Linked DNA regions of Mus musculus: region 2 is linked to region 1. Evidence: chromatin contacts called from public Hi-C data. All regions are on one chromosome and are shown on one strand. Each heading gives the region's core, a stretch centred on a gene start, on an enhancer-like site or on the middle of the called end of the contact. The rest is flanking DNA. Distances are from core to core; before and after follow the strand shown. Region 1 overlaps Trappc3l (trafficking protein particle complex 3 like). Region 2 holds the start of Tspyl1 (testis-specific protein, Y-encoded-like 1).

Region 1 (4,706 bases), core at 1,273-3,772:
AAATGGAAAGGTTCCTCCAAGTAGACCCTGTCCTCCCCAACTTGCCTTTTAGGTCATGGTGTTTGGTCACAGCATTGGAAACCCTAAGCCAGCTTCTATAGCAGGAAAGAAATCCACATCAGAACTTTTAGCTAGATGTAATGGCATAAGCTACAATTCTAGCATTTAGGAGGCTAAGGCAGGAGAATCATGAGTCTAAGACCAGCCTAAGCTACACAGAAATTGAAGCCAGCTTCAAAATGAGATCCTGTCTCAAAACAGAAAGAAGTCACCTTTTTCTTAATCAAAATTATCCTCCAAAGAAACCCTAAGAAATAATTTATGAAGGTTATTCTTGAAGGTACCTAAGATGGCAAAAGTCTCACATGGAATGCTCTTGTGACCTGTGCTCATTTGAAGAATGTTGTCAGCCATAGTAAGATTACACCACCAAAACCAAAAATAACAATTCCAGTATGAACTAAGGTCTTATGTTTAGTCATTCGTGTTTTGGGGCCTAAGCCAGAACTTGGAACTTGGTAAAACTAAGTATTAGTTGGAAATGGGGGAGGGTAAAAAGGAAGAGGAGAGGATGGAGAGAGAAGAAAAGAAAGAAGTTTATTGTTTAAGGCCTTTGGGACAAGAGCTTTTCTCTAACAGGCAGGGACATGGCATGCTCCTCAGAGTGTTATGGGCTCCCTCAGACCATTTCATGAGGGTGCATTTTGTGGTCATACCTGGTAGCAGTTTTCTCTCTAGAAATTAAAGAAGAGATGTCTCTATGTACCAGAATATAAAGGAATCAAGTGGAAAATGGTATATGAAGCATGAGGAAGGAAAGAAGGAGGGAGGAAGGGAGTGAGAAAAACAAGAAAGGAAGGAAGGAAGGAAGGAAGGAAGGAAGGAAGGAAGGAAGGAAGGAAGGAAGGGAAGAAAGAGGAAAGGAAAGAACAAAGGAGGGAGGGGATGGAGGGAAGGGAGGGGAGAAAGAAGGAAGGGATACAGAGGGAAGACAGGGAAGAGAAGGAAGGAAAGAAGGAAAAGAAAGAGAACAAACAAAAAACAAAAAGAAAAAGCAAGCAAACAAACACAGAGAAAAAGATTAATATCTCAGCCAAAGAGAAAAAAGGTCCCTACACTGTGGCCCCCGCTAAGAGAGCATGTTCTATCTTTAACAGCAATAAAGTGTCTTCTACAGATGGCAGCCACCAAACTGCGTAATATTCGACAGGCTAGACACAAGACAGTCAAAGTTAAAATTAAAAACATGCAGGACAGCTGCTTTTTTTAAAATTAGGTATTTTCTTCATTTACATTTCAAATGCTATCTCAAAAGTCCCCCAGACCCCACCCCCACTCCCCTACCCACCCACTCCCACTTCTTGGCCCTGGCGTTCCCCCCGTACTGAGGCATATAAAGTTTGCAAGACCAAGGGGCCTCTCTTCCCAATGATGGCCGACTAGGCCATCTTCTGATACATATGCAGCTAGAGACACGAACTCCGGAGGTACTGGTTAGTTCATATTGTTGTTCCACCTATAAGGTTGCAGACCCCTTTAGCTCCTTGGGTACCTTCTCTAGCTCCTCCATTGGGGGCCCTGTGTTCCATCCAATAGCTGAGTGTGAGCATCCACTTCTGTGTTTGCCAGGCCCCAGCAGCTTTTCATCACTCTCCTTTCTAAACATTTCATGTCACGTTAGCCATCTCATTATGTGTAAATTCCTCTGTCCTCAGTGAGGTTGCATTTCCACCCTGTCAACTTCTTCTTGGCAATAAAAAGAACATTTTCCCATTCTCACAAACAGAGCAGCTGTCTCCTGGAAACCTTTTCCTTCTAAAGCCTGGTTTTCACCTCTTAATCATTTTCACTTCTTAAAAACATTGCTCTCACCGAGAGTGATGATGTCATCTGCTTCAGGAGCATTTTGACACAGATGCAAGGTCAGGCTTTAGCTATGTGCACGCCCACGTATGCTTTCCTTATAATTAGCAGCTTTCATTAAAAAGACCTGGCCTTTGGCAGCATTATCTCATTAACCCTTTAAACTCTCTTCAGAGGAAACAGGCAGTAAATGTGGCTGAGTAAGTTTTAGATAACTAGGACAAATTCAGATGGGTTTAGTCATAGTTTACTCTCGGAGAGCATAGGAGAGGCCGGAAAGGAAGCCATGGCTGTGTTTTGTTTAGCTGATCTTTCAAACCAAGCACTGTGTGCAGCCCTCTGCCTTACTTCTGAAATGCAGAATATCCACAGCCCACAGTAGCTGTCCTGCTTTCCGAGAAAGAGAGAGAAAGGATAAATTTCAAACAAATTACTAGACAGAGAAATGTATGTCTAGACAGGAAAGTGATTCCTCTGGATGAAGTAGAAGGTTGGGTGAAAACAGAGCTCTCTTGAATTTGATGTCCACTTTGTACTTTTCTGCCTTTCAGAGTTGAGGGGTGGGAAGTTTCAAGGGTTAACAGAATTCTCTCTCTTATTTTCTCTTTATGCCTTCCAGCAGGAAGGTCATTCCATTGCTAGGCATCAGACCCTCCTTTCAGTGTGTGTGTAAGATCTAAAATTTTGCCATCTAGTGGCCCGAAGAAAAGTCTCACGGGAGAGGAGGACATTTTCCACTTTTCAATTTTTTTTTATTTATCTTTTTATTTTTTAGCCTAAATCTGGGTTTAATTTTCTGCAACATTAAAACAGATTCAGCTTTAAAATGTGACTTTATCATCTACAAGCTTAACTTTTGTATTTGTATTCAAGGACAGCTACAAATATTACCTAAGATGCACAGTCAGGCTTCCAAACATATCTTGGTGGCTTTTTTTTTTTTTTTTTTTGTCAATTTGACACAAGGTAGTGCAGCAGTTCTTAACTTGTGAGTCTAGACTCCTTTGGGAGGTTGAAAGATCCTTCCACATGGATCGCCTAAGACCATCTACATACCAGATAGTTACATTTTGATTTATACAATAGCATAATAACAGTTATGAAGTAGCAACAGAAATAATCTTACCTCAACATGAGGAACTGTATCAAGGGGTTGCAGCACTAGAAAGGTTGACAACCACTGAGCTGGAGTTATCTGGGAAGAAGAACCTACAATGAGAAAATGCCTCCAAGATATTGACTGTAGGTAAGTCTGTGGGCATTCTTTTGATTAACAATTGATGCAGAAGGGCCCAGTCCATAGTGGGCTGCCATATCTTTGGGCAGATGGTAAGGGTATAAAAAGTATGTTGAGCAAGCCATGAGGAGCAAGCCAGTAAACTGTGTTTCTTCAGGTTTCTCTCTGCTCATAGTTCTTGCCTGCAGGTTTGACCTGACTTCCTTTGATGATGGACTGTGAGATGGAAGTATATGTCAAATAAACTCTTCCCTCTCCAAGTTGCTTTTGGATGTGTTTTTTTTTAATTAGGTATTTTCCTCGTTTACATTTTCAATGCTATCCCAAAGGTCCCCCATACCCACCCACCCCCAATCCCCTACCCACCCACTCCCCCTTTTTGGCCCTGGTGTTCCCCTGTACTGGGGCATATAAAGTTTGCAAGTCCAATGGGCCTCTCTTTGCAGTGATGACCGACTAGGCCATCTTTTGATACATATGCAGCTAAAGACAAGAGCTCCTGGGTACTGGTTAGTTCATATTGTTGTTCCACCTATAGGGTTGCAGTTCCCTTTAGCTCCTTGGGTAATTTCTCTAGCTCCTCCATAAGGGGCCGGGGCCGTGTGACCCATCCAATAGCTGACTGTTCTTCTTGAATTTCATGCGTTTGGCAAGTTGTATCTTATATCTTGGGTGTCCTAAGTTTCTGGGCTAATATCCACTTATCAGTGAGTACATATTGTGTGAGTTCCTTTGTGATTGGGTTACCTCACTCAGGATGATACCCTCCAGGTCCATCCATTTGCCTAGGAATTTCATAAATTCATTTTTTAATAGCTGAGTAGTATTCCATTGTGTAAATGTACCACATTTTCTGTATCCATTCCTCTGTTGAGGGGCATCTGGGTTCTTTCCAGCTTCTGGCTATTATAAATAAGGCTGCTATGAACATAGTGGAGCATGTGTTCTTCTTACCGGTTGGGACATCTTCTGGATATATGCCCAGGAGAGGTATTGCGGGATCCTCCGGTAGTACTATGGATGTGTTGTTTTATAACAGCATTAGAATCCTAATTAGGATAATACGGCTATCACATCTGTTGGTTTAACAAGCCACTGATCAAAAATCATGAAAAACAAATTTTGTCTGCACTAGAGATGTACCTTTCTTCCCTCATTAGTATTTCCCAAATAACACAAGGTAATAGATATTCATGTATCACTTATATTGTATTAGGCATTACACATGACCTAGAGATGATTTTAAGTAATCTAGGAGGTTGTGGGTAGGTTTGATCTTTTGTAAAGTGACCTGAGTATCCACAAGCCTTGGTATTTATGGGAACCTTACAGCCACTCTACTGTATAGACCACAAGACAGCTGTCCTTTCCAATATGTCAGAATTACCATTGTATGGCACTGAAAAACTTCAATAACAAATATGTTTTCCTCATAAAAGTTCAAAATAACTCTCATCTATTATTTATGTGTTTCTTACAAGACCCTTGTAGAACTGTTATGAAAGAGCCAAATGGATTCGGTGTGTAACTGAGACTCATATGATACTATCAGTCACCTATGACAGAAGCCTCCTTGGCATAACCTCCTCCATGCATTTCTTGTCTT
Region 2 (4,706 bases), core at 655-3,154, 210 kb after region 1:
CAAAAATCAAAACAAATCAAATTAATTCATTGATTGGTTGTGTGTGTGTGTTTGTGTGCCATGGGGGATCCTTGTGGTGAACAAAGGAAAACTTGCAGGAGTCATTTTTTCTTTCTTCCCCATTGGTCCGGTCTTGGGGATTAAACTTATCTTTAGGCTACGCAGCAAGCACCTTTGCCTGCCTAGAGGGGTGACTTGTCCAGGTCAAACAAACCAAAGCTAGAACTTGAATCAAGTTGAAGACAAATGGGGACCTTGTCAGACTAAACAAAACCAAGTGGACACTTCTATATGATAGTTAGTGGAAAATAATAATAAAATGAATCATGTCTAAGATGCATCGTCTAACATTCATAGTTTAGTCTCAGTAAAAGACTGTGGCTCAATTTCATTTACAAGAATCCATTCTGTCATAGGTGTAGCATCATTTTCTAAAGGAGAAGTCGCTCCCTCTAGTGACAGTCGTTGGAAATAACACGCCTAGCAAGAATTTAACCGTGGAAATTCCTTTCTCTGTGTGGAAGAAACAGTGCAAGGGAGAGAGGAGGAGACATTATTTACCAGAACTTCACCAAAATTGGATTACAGTTTCAGAAGACCTGACATAGGCATCTGTGTCACTCTCCATCCGCAGTTACTTTTATGAGATGTGTAATTTTCTAACCACGCCATTCTTATTGGTGCGTTTACCACTGTGATAAATGCCACGTCATATAGTTCTTATAATAACCTAAGTCGGTGACCCCTTTGCTATACTAAAATCGCCACCACTACAGTAAGCTTTATAGTAAAATTGTTAAATTTTCTATTTATGTGTGTAGATGGGTTATATTGTCTATGAACTTTATCGAAAAACGTTAAATGGTGTTTTGGAAATATTTGTTATACAGAAGGTGACATTTTTCTGGTAAATTTGAATTTGAGGACCACGAATAACTACCTTCTTTTTCTCAAAACAGAAAGGAAATGAATGTGTTCTTAAATATTAATCTATTTATGGATGCGGAAAGGAGGTGGGAGAAAATATGTATCAACTTGATATAGACTATGCATTTATGCCTATGTCCTAAAGTGACGTCACATCCCGTTCAGAGAACCCGGGAATCAAATGTCCAGGGCTCAAATCATCGCTCTGTCATTTTCTATGTTATTCTGGTAAGAGACCCAGTCTCTCCTTGTCTCAATAAAATGGATATCTTAATACATCAGAGGATTGTTATGCAAACTATTCGATGCCACGGTGCAAGACACACCAGTAAAAACAATCATTAATGATGACCACAAAATCTTTTCCAAAAAGAATAATTCCCAAAGCAAACCCACAGATCTTTGTTCCCCAGTAACGTCAGAGCTTAGAATAGAACTGAGTTTTTATTATTATTTTGAGCCAACGTGTATGCAGCCCAGGTTAGCCTCCAAGTCAACGATCCTCCTCAGCACCAGAGCACTGAGGCGACAGACAAGGGCCATCACACCAAGCTAGACTTCATTATTTTTTTCAGTTCTGTGGTGGTGGTGGTGGTGGTGGTGGTGGTGGTGGTGGTGGTGGGGAACCGTGGCATTCACCTTGGTTAATACAAACATTTGGCTCCTAGCTTTGTCTAATACCAGGAGGTGTTTTTACCGTTCCACATAAGTGGAAAGGGGATGAACTTGTTTGCAGACACAGACACACACACGGCTGCAGCCCGGATGCGGGCGAAGGGTCCAGAAGCCAGGTCCAGAAGCCCCGCCACTGTCTTCAGTCTCCTAGGATGATTGACATCCCTTTACGGAAACAAACGTGACAACCGCTATCCGCTACATTTACAGAAGCCAAACAAATACGGAAGTCACGAGCTGAAGAACCAATCAGGTGCGCTGCAGGTTCTCGCGAGACTTGCGGGCTGTGGCTCTGGCGTCACTGCGCTGGAGAGAGCGAGGGGCGGAGCTGGGGTTGCGGGGGACCGTGAGGGTTGTTGTTTGTAGGCGGAGGTCTGCGCGACTAGACCCGACATGAGCAGCCCGGAGCGGGACGAGGGGACCCCTGTCCCCGACAGCCGCGGCCACTGCGATGCTGACACTGTCTCGGGGACCCCAGACCGGCGACCGCTGCTCGGCGAGGAGAAGGCGGTGACAGGTGAGGGCCGCGCAGGGATCGTGGGGAGCCCCGCGCCCCGAGATGTCGAGGGCCTTGTCCCCCAGATTCGGGTGGCCGCAGCTAGGCAGGGAGAGTCACCTCCTTCCGTTCGGGGCCCCGCGGCAGCGGTGTTCGTGACACCGAAATATGTGGAGAAGGCCCAAGAAACTCGGGGAGCGGAGTCCCAGGCCCGTGACGTGAAGACGGAACCGGGCACCGTCGCGGCTGCAGCGGAAAAGTCAGAAGTGGCCACGCCAGGGAGCGAGGAGGTGATGGAGGTGGAGCAGAAGCCCGCGGGCGAAGAAATGGAGATGCTGGAGGCGAGTGGAGGAGTGAGGGAGGCGCCGGAGGAGGCAGGGCCCTGGCACCTGGGCATAGATCTTCGCAGGAACCCGCTGGAGGCCATCCAGCTGGAACTGGACACTGTGAATGCTCAGGCCGACAGGGCCTTCCAACATCTGGAGCAGAAGTTTGGGCGAATGCGACGACACTACCTGGAACGGAGGAACTACATCATTCAGAATATCCCAGGCTTCTGGATGACTGCCTTCCGGAACCACCCTCAGTTGTCCGCCATGATTAGGGGTCGGGATGCAGAGATGTTAAGGTACGTAACCAGTCTGGAGGTGAAGGAACTGAGACACCCTAAGACTGGCTGCAAATTCAAGTTCTTTTTTCGAAGAAACCCCTACTTCAGAAACAAGCTGATTGTCAAGGAATATGAAGTGAGATCATCTGGTCGAGTGGTGTCTCTTTCCACTCCAATCATTTGGCGGAGAGGGCATGAGCCCCAGTCCTTCATTCGCAGAAACCAAGATCTCATTTGCAGCTTCTTCACCTGGTTCTCGGACCACAGCCTTCCAGAATCTGACAGAATCGCTGAGATTATCAAAGAGGATCTGTGGCCAAACCCACTGCAATACTACCTGTGTCGTGAAGGAATCCGTAGACCCCGACGTCGCCCAATAAGGGAGCCAGTGGAGATTCCCAGGCCTTTTGGCTTCCAGTCAGGTTAATCTTTGCATTTGAAAATGCGGCCGGAACTGGTCCCTTCTCACCTGTGCTTGAGCAAATGCAACGGGTATGCAGTGTTTTGATTTCTTTCCTCCTGACTTTTCTGCATCTTCTATCTGGATAGTCTCCACCTCGAGATTAAGACTGGACATGCTTCTGCTTTCCCATGGCCTTCATGCTGTTCTGAATTAGTATCTGCTGGTTCACGGCCCTGGCTTATACCCTTTCTAAGCTCAACAATGAAACTGTATGTTACACTGCCTTTACACTGTTTGGACCCTATTGTTTTCAGTCTTACCTGTTTACTGCCACCTAGATGTCTTGCTTTAACTGGGGGCCCTTCTATTTATCTGTTCATCATGTGGCAACGTGGACACAGAGTTTTTGGACAGTTGCTGAGCCTAAACATTGAAGGAGTGGGCCACTGTCTGTGTGATTTTTTTTTTTTTTTTTTTTGGCACCACTTTCTAGGTTATATCACACTCCATTGTGTTTGCCAGTGCTCCTCACCCTCACTCTCCCACCTTTCTCCTGCTATTTTAAAGAAAAGTAGTTCAGAAACATCTGTAAGGCCAGGAGTCATTTATACTTAGCATTTCCTGAGAAGATACTCTGTAAAAGAGGAAACAACTCTGCCTTGTCTCCTCTCTTACCCACTCCCCAGCCTGGTTAGCAAGCTCTAAAAAGCTTCCAGGGAGACAGCTAGATGGAAACAGCTGAGCCCTTCCTAATATATGGAAGAACTAAAGAAGTTTTGATGGGTACTCTAAGCAGAAAAAGTGAGCTGAAAAGGCTTAGAATCAAAATAAGTCAGATAAAAATTGGGCTGAGAATGAAGACAGGACACAGCTTACACATCTTGGTCAGTCAGTGGTGATGGGAAGAGAACTAATTTCTCAGGAAAAAATATTTTCTCTGAGTGTTGAATGTTGCCTAGATAGTGCTTCTTTAAAGAAGCAGTGCAAGTTTGAGTTATTTTCCTCTCTTTATATGTGATCTGATATAAGTGAAAGTATAATATTTTGCCCATCTTTTACCAATATTTAGTAAAATGCTACTTGTTTCAACTTACTGAAAAAATTTAAACACTTTTGTTTGCATTTATTTGAAACCATTTGGAATATTGTAAGACAACTCACTCTGTAGACCAGGCTGGTCTTGAACTCAGAAATCCGCCTGCCTTTGCCTCCCAAGTGCTGGGATCAAAGGCGTGCGCCACCACTGCCTGGCTAACAGTAGTCTTTATAATACTGAGACTGAATATTCGTAACAGTTTTCGATATTACTCCAAATTCTTAGAAACGGCTTGGATAATTGGTCTTAATCAAATGTGTCAAATTATTGTTTTCATGGAAAAGTAAATATGTGACTTGATTGTCTTGATATAGTTATAAAAGTACTTTGTCAGCACTGTATATTTGTTGCCATTTTTATGCATGATGGTAAATAAAAGCATGGCATCCTGTTAGATGGCTTTTTTTTTTTTTTAATCCCCAACCTGGCCGTAAACTTGCCTTAATGGGTTTGTATAATTGACAAGATTGTTGAATTATTCAATTCCTTAAACGTACAC

The links. Hi-C and Micro-C count contacts between places; a contact is called where the count stands out from the background.
Region 2: a Hi-C map of Sertoli cells shows a contact between it and region 1, with 3 times the contacts expected there. The contact joins the promoter of Tspyl1 here to the enhancer-like site in region 1. A contact is called at or near these places in 9 of 39 promoter capture datasets (the C10 cell line, the HPC-7 cell line, cranial neural crest and 6 more), 1 of 15 datasets of contacts at CTCF or cohesin (CD8 T cells), 2 of 484 Hi-C or Micro-C datasets (Sertoli cells and bone marrow-derived macrophages), 18 of 115 datasets of contacts at active chromatin or transcription factors (the 230-238 cell line, the SCID.adh cell line, T-cell acute lymphoblastic leukemia and 11 more) and 2 of 9 other capture datasets (adipose tissue and liver).

What each region holds. Positions count from the first base shown.
Region 1 is chr10:34,069,314-34,074,019 of GRCm38.p6, forward strand. All of the region lies in intron 4 of Trappc3l (trafficking protein particle complex 3 like), which reads left to right. Among named protein-coding and RNA genes, the nearest start is that of Calhm5, 25 kb to the right of the region's middle. Within about 2 kb of position 2,523, at least 55 of the 459 cell types and tissues checked have an H3K27ac peak or open chromatin away from gene starts, as enhancers often do. A contact at or near this core is called in Sertoli cells, where this site is marked.
Region 2 is chr10:34,280,286-34,284,991 of GRCm38.p6, forward strand. It overlaps Tspyl1 (testis-specific protein, Y-encoded-like 1), which reads left to right and starts at 1,905. Exons shown (of 1, transcript NM_009433.3): 1 at 1,905-4,600. The coding sequence starts at 1,996. The coding sequence ends at 3,135. All of the region lies in intron 1 of Gm26564 (a long non-coding RNA gene), which reads right to left.